Linked DNA regions of Mus musculus: region 2 is linked to region 1. The links are chromatin contacts, called in public HiChIP or PLAC-seq maps. All regions are on one chromosome and are shown on one strand. Each heading gives the region's core, a stretch centred on a gene start, on an enhancer-like site or on the middle of the called end of the contact. The rest is flanking DNA. Distances are from core to core; before and after follow the strand shown.

The links. HiChIP or PLAC-seq counts read pairs in DNA pulled down with a chosen protein or histone mark.
Region 2: an H3K27ac HiChIP or PLAC-seq map of embryonic stem cells shows a contact between it and region 1, with 5 read pairs. The contact joins two enhancer-like sites. A contact is called at or near these places in 1 of 115 datasets of contacts at active chromatin or transcription factors (embryonic stem cells) and 1 of 9 other capture datasets (adipose tissue).

What each region holds. Positions count from the first base shown.
Region 1 is chr1:153,007,702-153,011,083 of GRCm38.p6, reverse strand. The region is part of intron 1 of Nmnat2 (nicotinamide nucleotide adenylyltransferase 2); the gene reads right to left. Among named protein-coding and RNA genes, the nearest start is that of Nmnat2, 54 kb to the right of the region's middle. Within about 2 kb of position 1,548, at least 51 of the 459 cell types and tissues checked have an H3K27ac peak or open chromatin away from gene starts, as enhancers often do. A contact at or near this core is called in embryonic stem cells, where this site is marked.
Region 2 is chr1:153,214,307-153,217,664 of GRCm38.p6, reverse strand. No RefSeq gene overlaps it. Among named protein-coding and RNA genes, the nearest start is that of Lamc2, 30 kb to the right of the region's middle. Within about 2 kb of position 1,769, at least 6 of the 459 cell types and tissues checked have an H3K27ac peak or open chromatin away from gene starts, as enhancers often do. A contact at or near this core is called in embryonic stem cells, where this site is marked.

The sequences.
Region 1 (3,382 bases), core at 299-2,798:
TTATCCGATCCACTGCTAAATTCTACCTGTTTTATTTCTAAACTATAATCTTCTCTCAGTCGCCACAGGAATCACTCAGCAAGCAAATCACCACCTAGGCCAGCACTCTCTGAAAGCTTCCTAACAGCTCTCCCTCCACCTTCCCCGCCCTCCCTCTCGTCCACCCTTTGCAGTGCCAGCGAGTCACGTTTCAGAACATCACTGTTCTGCTCAGAAGTCTCCTCACTGGGCACAGCACACAGCCTCAGCTCCATCCTGGCCCATGGAATGGACTCCTGCACAGTCCATTCAGCCGTACCCTGATGAGTCACAGTCCCACTTGCCCAGTCTCGACCATACTGTTGTGGTGTCATGGTCACCAATCTCCAAGTCACGCCTCTCTTTTCCTCCTCCTCACACCTTCCCATAATTCCTTAGAAGCTGTTTCCTCAGAGACTGCTGAGATTTTGCCCCTATGAGTTAGAGCCTATCTAGCTCTGCCAGAGCCCTTTATCCCCCATCCCTAAAGCCTATCACTGCCTAGTCACTGGTCACTGGTTTGGCTCAGCCGCCTCAGTATCAATGGAGACCCAGGAATGCATATGAGGCTCCGTTTCAGATCCATTGCATCAGAAAGGAAGCTTGGGCCATCATCTGAGCTCTAGCTGATCTTCTGGATTGATTTGATACCCACAAAGATTAAGAACCAATACCATCATCTGTGGTAGATTAATCAGCTTCTGATCCTCTAACTTGAAAAGTACTCAGTTTCCTAAATCCTCAAAATAATGTGACAAGTAGGCCATCTCTGCATTTTATAGATGGGTATATGTATATAATTAAAAATTTTAATTTAATTAGCATTTCACTGTGCAGTTTCTGTTGGCCTTAAAACTCTTGATCTCCCTACCCTATCCCCTGGGGTTACAGGCGTGGGCCACCACATCCAGCCAGATTGTAAAATTATATTTATCAACGTGTTCTGTAGATGAGGATAATGTTGAACTTCTGACCCCCTGGTCTCCACTGCTCCAGATTTTTTTCCTCAATGAGCCACAAAGAGTATTTTATTTTGTCTTACAATACTCCCTTAGTAGTGGCAAAGCCAAATATTTTAACCTAGTTCTGTCCAAATAGAGACTTCATTGTAGCCTCAAAGCTATACTGTCCCACCTGAATTAGAAAGATCCAGAGTCGTGAGCCACTTCTGGTGTACTGCCAGTGTGGGAACAACCCACAGTACTTTGTATCACCCATCTGGGTGTGCAGGCTAGCATGTACCTGTGTAAGACTCCAGGGAGCCTTAGCTTACTGGGGACTCTCTGAGTGACAATGTAGAGGCAGGATCGATGCAAAAAGCAAGAGGAATTTATTGTTCCGGTGCACTGGGGTCCTTCCCAGACTCAAAGGACAGGCGGCAACCCCCAGCACTCTGTCGGTGAGTTTTTATATGGTTTCCAGGGGCAGAACAGGGCATCAGCAACTAGGCACAATATGATTGGCAGCACAGTACACCCTTTAAACTGGTCTTTAGCAAATGAGGTGACAAGGACTTCCCTTGTCAGAAGGTGCGCAACGTTCAGTCCTGCGGAATGTGTCCCCACCCGCAGGTCGGTTCCCTCCCTGTGGTCTGAGGAATGTTAATTAGCCTCTCCCTTCCGGAGAGGCAAGGGTTTCATGACCTTCCCAAAGTTCCTGAGCTGACCTTTTCACCTGTTATATCTCAGAGCATGAAAATGTAGTCACTACCATGCAGGTCTGAACCTCAGATGGTTTTGTTTCACCTTGGACCTACATCTGGCTCCCAATAGATTACAGATCTCTAGTGATCCCACCATCATGTCAGATATAAGATCAACTAGAAAAAATTTAGTTTCTACATGACTGCTTTTGACTGTGTCCGTGGTATATAAATGAGCTGAGTTAACTAGCAAGGAGGTGAGAGGTATTTACTTCTGGAAGATGAAGTAATTTTGTCAGACTGCAGACGCTGTTTATATAAGTAGAAGATGGAGGTTTCTGGATCAAATCAGATACACCTAAGGACGAGTCTCTTAAAACCCAAGCAACTTTTCACTAATAGGGTGATGTCTGCTGTTAGTATTCATAGCGCAAATTTATATTTTTTTTATATATTTTTATATTGTTTTAATTTGTCTTTTAAAATGTTGACCTTGGGCAAAAATTAAAAAGAGAGGAAGAAAGGAGTATTATAAATTCAAGGTCACCTGGGAGTGGTGGCGCATGCCTTTAATCCCAGCACTTGGGAGGCAGAGGTAGGTGAATTTTTGAGTTTGAGGCCAGCCTGGCCTGCAGAGTGAGTTCCAGGACAGGCAGAGCTATACAGAGAAGCCCTGTCTTGAAAAACCAAAAAAATAAAAATAAATAAATAAAGTCAAGGTCAACCTCAGATTGTAGCAAGTTCAAGGCTCAAAGAGACCTTTCAAAAAACAAACAAATAAATCAACAACAACAAAACAGGCACAACAGCTTTCCTCTGAAAACTTACATTTACATCATGACATGAATGGAAAGTAGAGTGTTGGTGAGGCGTAGAGACAGAGTATCAAACACAGGACCAGGTGCTTAGGTAGCTCCGAGAAGATGCTAAAGTCACTAGAACACTCTGGGAACCCTGCACAGGATGTTTTTCTGAAGGACAGTGGGGAAAAAGGAAAGTCTGGAACTAAGATACAAAGCAATAGATGTGACCAAGATACAAAGTAAATACATCAAGCAAAGATACAAAGTAAATACATCCTGCCACACTTTGACCCAAGTTCAGATGGAAGAGCAGGTCTGAGAGACAGAAAACAAAAAACAACAATCAAACACCCGCCCCCCCCCCCTCCAGCAGTTCCCTGTTGGGGGCTTGGAGGGAGGGGGAGAAGGGATTTGGAGTGGTAGCTTTGCCACTCCACATCCCTAGGCCCCACCTGACCCCTACCCATCACTTCAGGTTCCTATATCTGTCCATTCCCGAACGTTTTTAGAGTCTTTAAGAGGACCAAGAGTATGGAGCATTCTTCTTCTGCCTTCTCTGTCTGTTCCTCTACCAGATGGCAGTAAGCCGAGAGGTCCAGGGTACACACTGGAGCTGGTGCCCAGAGAAGCTTGCTGCAAAGCCACTCCTGATTCAGCCTGGCCTCGCTGCAGGAGCCATCGGGGCAGCAGTAGCATTCTTATAATGCAGAACTAAGAAAGTGAATTGGCTTTCCTTGGTAAATCGTTTGAACACACTTACTAAGATTCCCTTTTGTGTTATATATTTTTATTGTTGCTTTGACCAAAATCTCAACAAGAAGCTTGAGCGAGGAAGGGTTTATTTTGGCTCACAATTTGAAGGCACAGTCCACCATGGTGGGAAGGGAAAGGCATGGCTCATGGCAGGGGGAACATGAGG
Region 2 (3,358 bases), core at 520-3,019, 210 kb before region 1:
CTCGCCCCATCAGCAGGGTCTGATTCAGAAGGGAATGTTAATCCTTTCGCTACCTTGTAGGAGCGGTAGGTCGAGTGGTTAAAGGTTGCTACCTTCATTTCCCCTGAGTTTACAGCTTAAAGAAACGCACCAGCCTCTCGGCACCAGCTTGGGATACCTGGCAGCCAAGAGGGTGTTGAAGTAGAAAGCAAGGCCACCTGCCTGAGGCACAGGGGGACCCAGCCTGTAGGAAAAGCCAATCTCCCAGACCCATGGCTTATGAAAATAGAAACTGGGCCATTTTAACTTGCGTGGGATTGTGTCTGTTCACTGTAAGCAGATTTAAATGAAGTATTAACAAGTGGGGGGGGGGGGGTAGAGAGATGGCTCGGAAGTTAGGAGCACGCACTGCTTCATCCTGAGGACCAGGCTGCAGGGGAGAGAGTTGTGAACACCTTCATTGGGCAGCTCACAAATGTCTCTAACTCCAGCTCCGAAGGGTCCACCACCCCCTTCTGACTCAAGGAGCAATGTCACTGACAGGCGCAGTTGCACAGGCACACACACTCACAGATAAACACAATTTTTTAGAGTCTTTACGGGTACTTTTTAAATCAATAAGCAGTATTGGGGGTGGGGTGCAGTTCTACTAAGTAGCTCATCCAATTTAAACTTAACCCTGACTAGCTTACAAATAAATGAGACTCAGGCTATGGTTATTTGATTTGGCTTTGACAGTTACTGGGGGGAGGGGAATGTCACCCCTAATCTACTCTTTTCACTGCTGGCCTGGCTGCCTCCCCAGCAGTGTATCCTAGATACTTGCTGTTTCTCCTGGCCATGTGCTCACAGTCCATCTCCCCTCATGTCGCTTCCTCCTCTCCTCTTGTTTTTTCCTCCTCCTCCTGGTCTCTCTTATCCAACAGGTAACTCAAAACCCACCCACCTTAATTCCCCCAGGAACCGGCTGTAACCAATTTTATTTAACCATTAGTTTTAAATCAAAGAACGTGGATTGCACAACAAAAGCTTGTAAAAGTAAGAATTCACTGGTGGGCCTAGACCTTCTGGTACAGAATTTAGCATTACAATACATAGCAGCAGACCAAACCTCAATTTATCTCAGAGGCAGCACTAGTTCTGAACAAGTATACGTTCCACAAGCTAGAGAAAGTACCCAAGGAGCTAAAGGGATCTGCAACCCTATAGGTGGAACAACATTATGAACTAACCAGTACCCCGGAGCTCTTGACTCTAGCTGCATATGTATCAAAAGATGGCCTAGTCGGCCATCACTGGCAAGAGAGGCCCATTGGACATGCAAACTTTATATGCCCCAGTACAGGGGAACGCCAGGGCCAAAAAGGGGGAGTGAGTGGGTAGGGGAGTGGGGGTGGGTGGGTATGGGGGACTTTTGGTATAGCATTGGAAATGTAAATGAGCTAAATACCTAATAAAAAAAGGAAAAAAAAAAAAAAGACTTGAGGTCACCGAAGCAAAAGTGAAACGCATCCTTCTGAAAGGAAAGCCAGATAGCAAAAGTGCAATCAAAAGTCAAAGGATGCGTGGATTGGAAGTTCAAACCCAAGAAACTTGGTACTTGGCTTTGTCTTTGCTTTAACTCCTCTCTGTCAGAAGTTCCTTCTTCCCTTCCCTCAGGACAGTGGAGCCTGATGTCAAGGAGTCACCTACTCTGTTGGAACCGTCTGGTCCATCCTGAGTCTAGCATTATGGGCCTGCCTGGCTGTTAGCATGCCCGCCCTCAGCATGCGTTCATCATTCAAGCATCCCTTGATTGTCTGTCAAGTCATTTCCACCTGCAGGGAGGCCCTTAGGCTGGAAGGCAGCAGTTACTGAGGTCTTCTCAGCGGCAGGGAAGTGACTGTTTGCCTCATCTTGCAACTGCTAGCTTTTCTCCCCTCCCTCCACCCACATTCTGCACCCACAGCCCTACCTGAGTGAGCATAGACTGACTCTTATTTGAAAGGAGATAAACAAAACCACGGGAACCAAATGGCACAGCACACGATGACATAGACCCACATCCATCCCTTCACATCTGTGGATTGTAGCCAGAGTCCCTCCGGTAGCCTGATCCGATCCCCTAACTCTTGGGAATGATTTTCAGTAAAATTTTAACTGATTAGTTGTGTTCTCCTAAGCCTTAGAATGAATACAGGCCATAAAGGTATAACTCAGAGTAGTTTGTATCTGTTAAAAGTTTGGCAACAGGCTCTTATGTATGTATGTAACCTTGCCAAGTGCATGCCTTTAATCCTAGAATTTGGAAGGCAGGCAGAACACTGTAAATCCTAAGTCACCCTAGCCTCTACAGGGAGTTCTAGGCTGGCCAGGGATACACAGTGAGACCCTGTATCAAAGACAAACAAATAAAAATAAAAAGGAAGGTTCGTTGGGGCTGGTGTGTGCTTAGCAGTGTTAGGTCTGGCATCCTGAGTTCCACCCCTGGGACCCACAACGGTATCAGGAGAGAACGGATCTTTGTAAATCCTTTTCTACCTCTGTACACATGCACCCCACACACAGACACATACATAAATAGATGTAATTTTAATTTTAAAAAATGTAACCTATTGTGTCACTTCCCATGAGGATGTCCAAATGAACTTAAATGATGCTCCACGAAGATGCCTGGTTCTACCTTTGATGGCCATCTTTCTGTCTTCCCACAATGCAAGCAACAAAAGCCAATTTTGTACTTTTCAGCTGGTGCCACTGGGACCCACCCTATGTTGTCTACCACCACTCTGAGATCCTCCACCATTTCAGTAACTCAGCGCAACTCTCCGATTTGCTTTGTTGTTTTTGGTCGTGGTAAAGCTTTCCAGAGCCATCCTGGGTACTCAGTCTCTTCTAAGATAGCTGTCTCATTCTCCTTAACCTCTTCTCTGCCAGTTGCCCCCAGACTGTCCATGGATTGCCTCTTTCCTCCTGACAATGGTCTCTGTGTGAGGTTAGTGCCGAGTAAGCACAAGCTCAGCTTGAACAGGACTGTCTGAGAGATGGGCTGTCCGATGGCAGATTACAAGCTTCTGGGCTGCTGAGCCAGCACGGAAGGCAAAACCTCAAGAGGCTATGATTTCCATGATTACACGTTCAGCGCGCTCAGAGAATATGTGAAGACCTGATGCCCTCCTTGCTACAATCTGTACAGTGCTGTCTCAGCGGACTGTCCTAGACCATCAGGCTTGGCCCAAGGGGTGAACGTTGTCACCAGGTGCCAGATGGGAGCTCTAAGAATCTACAGGAGGATCCTGGGAGGGTTGGCACTGCCAGGATAGCTTGATGTTTTAGAAAGTGCCTTCATGGGGCTGGAGAGACAGCGCCTTGGTGGTTAAGAGCACGGGTTGCACTTGCA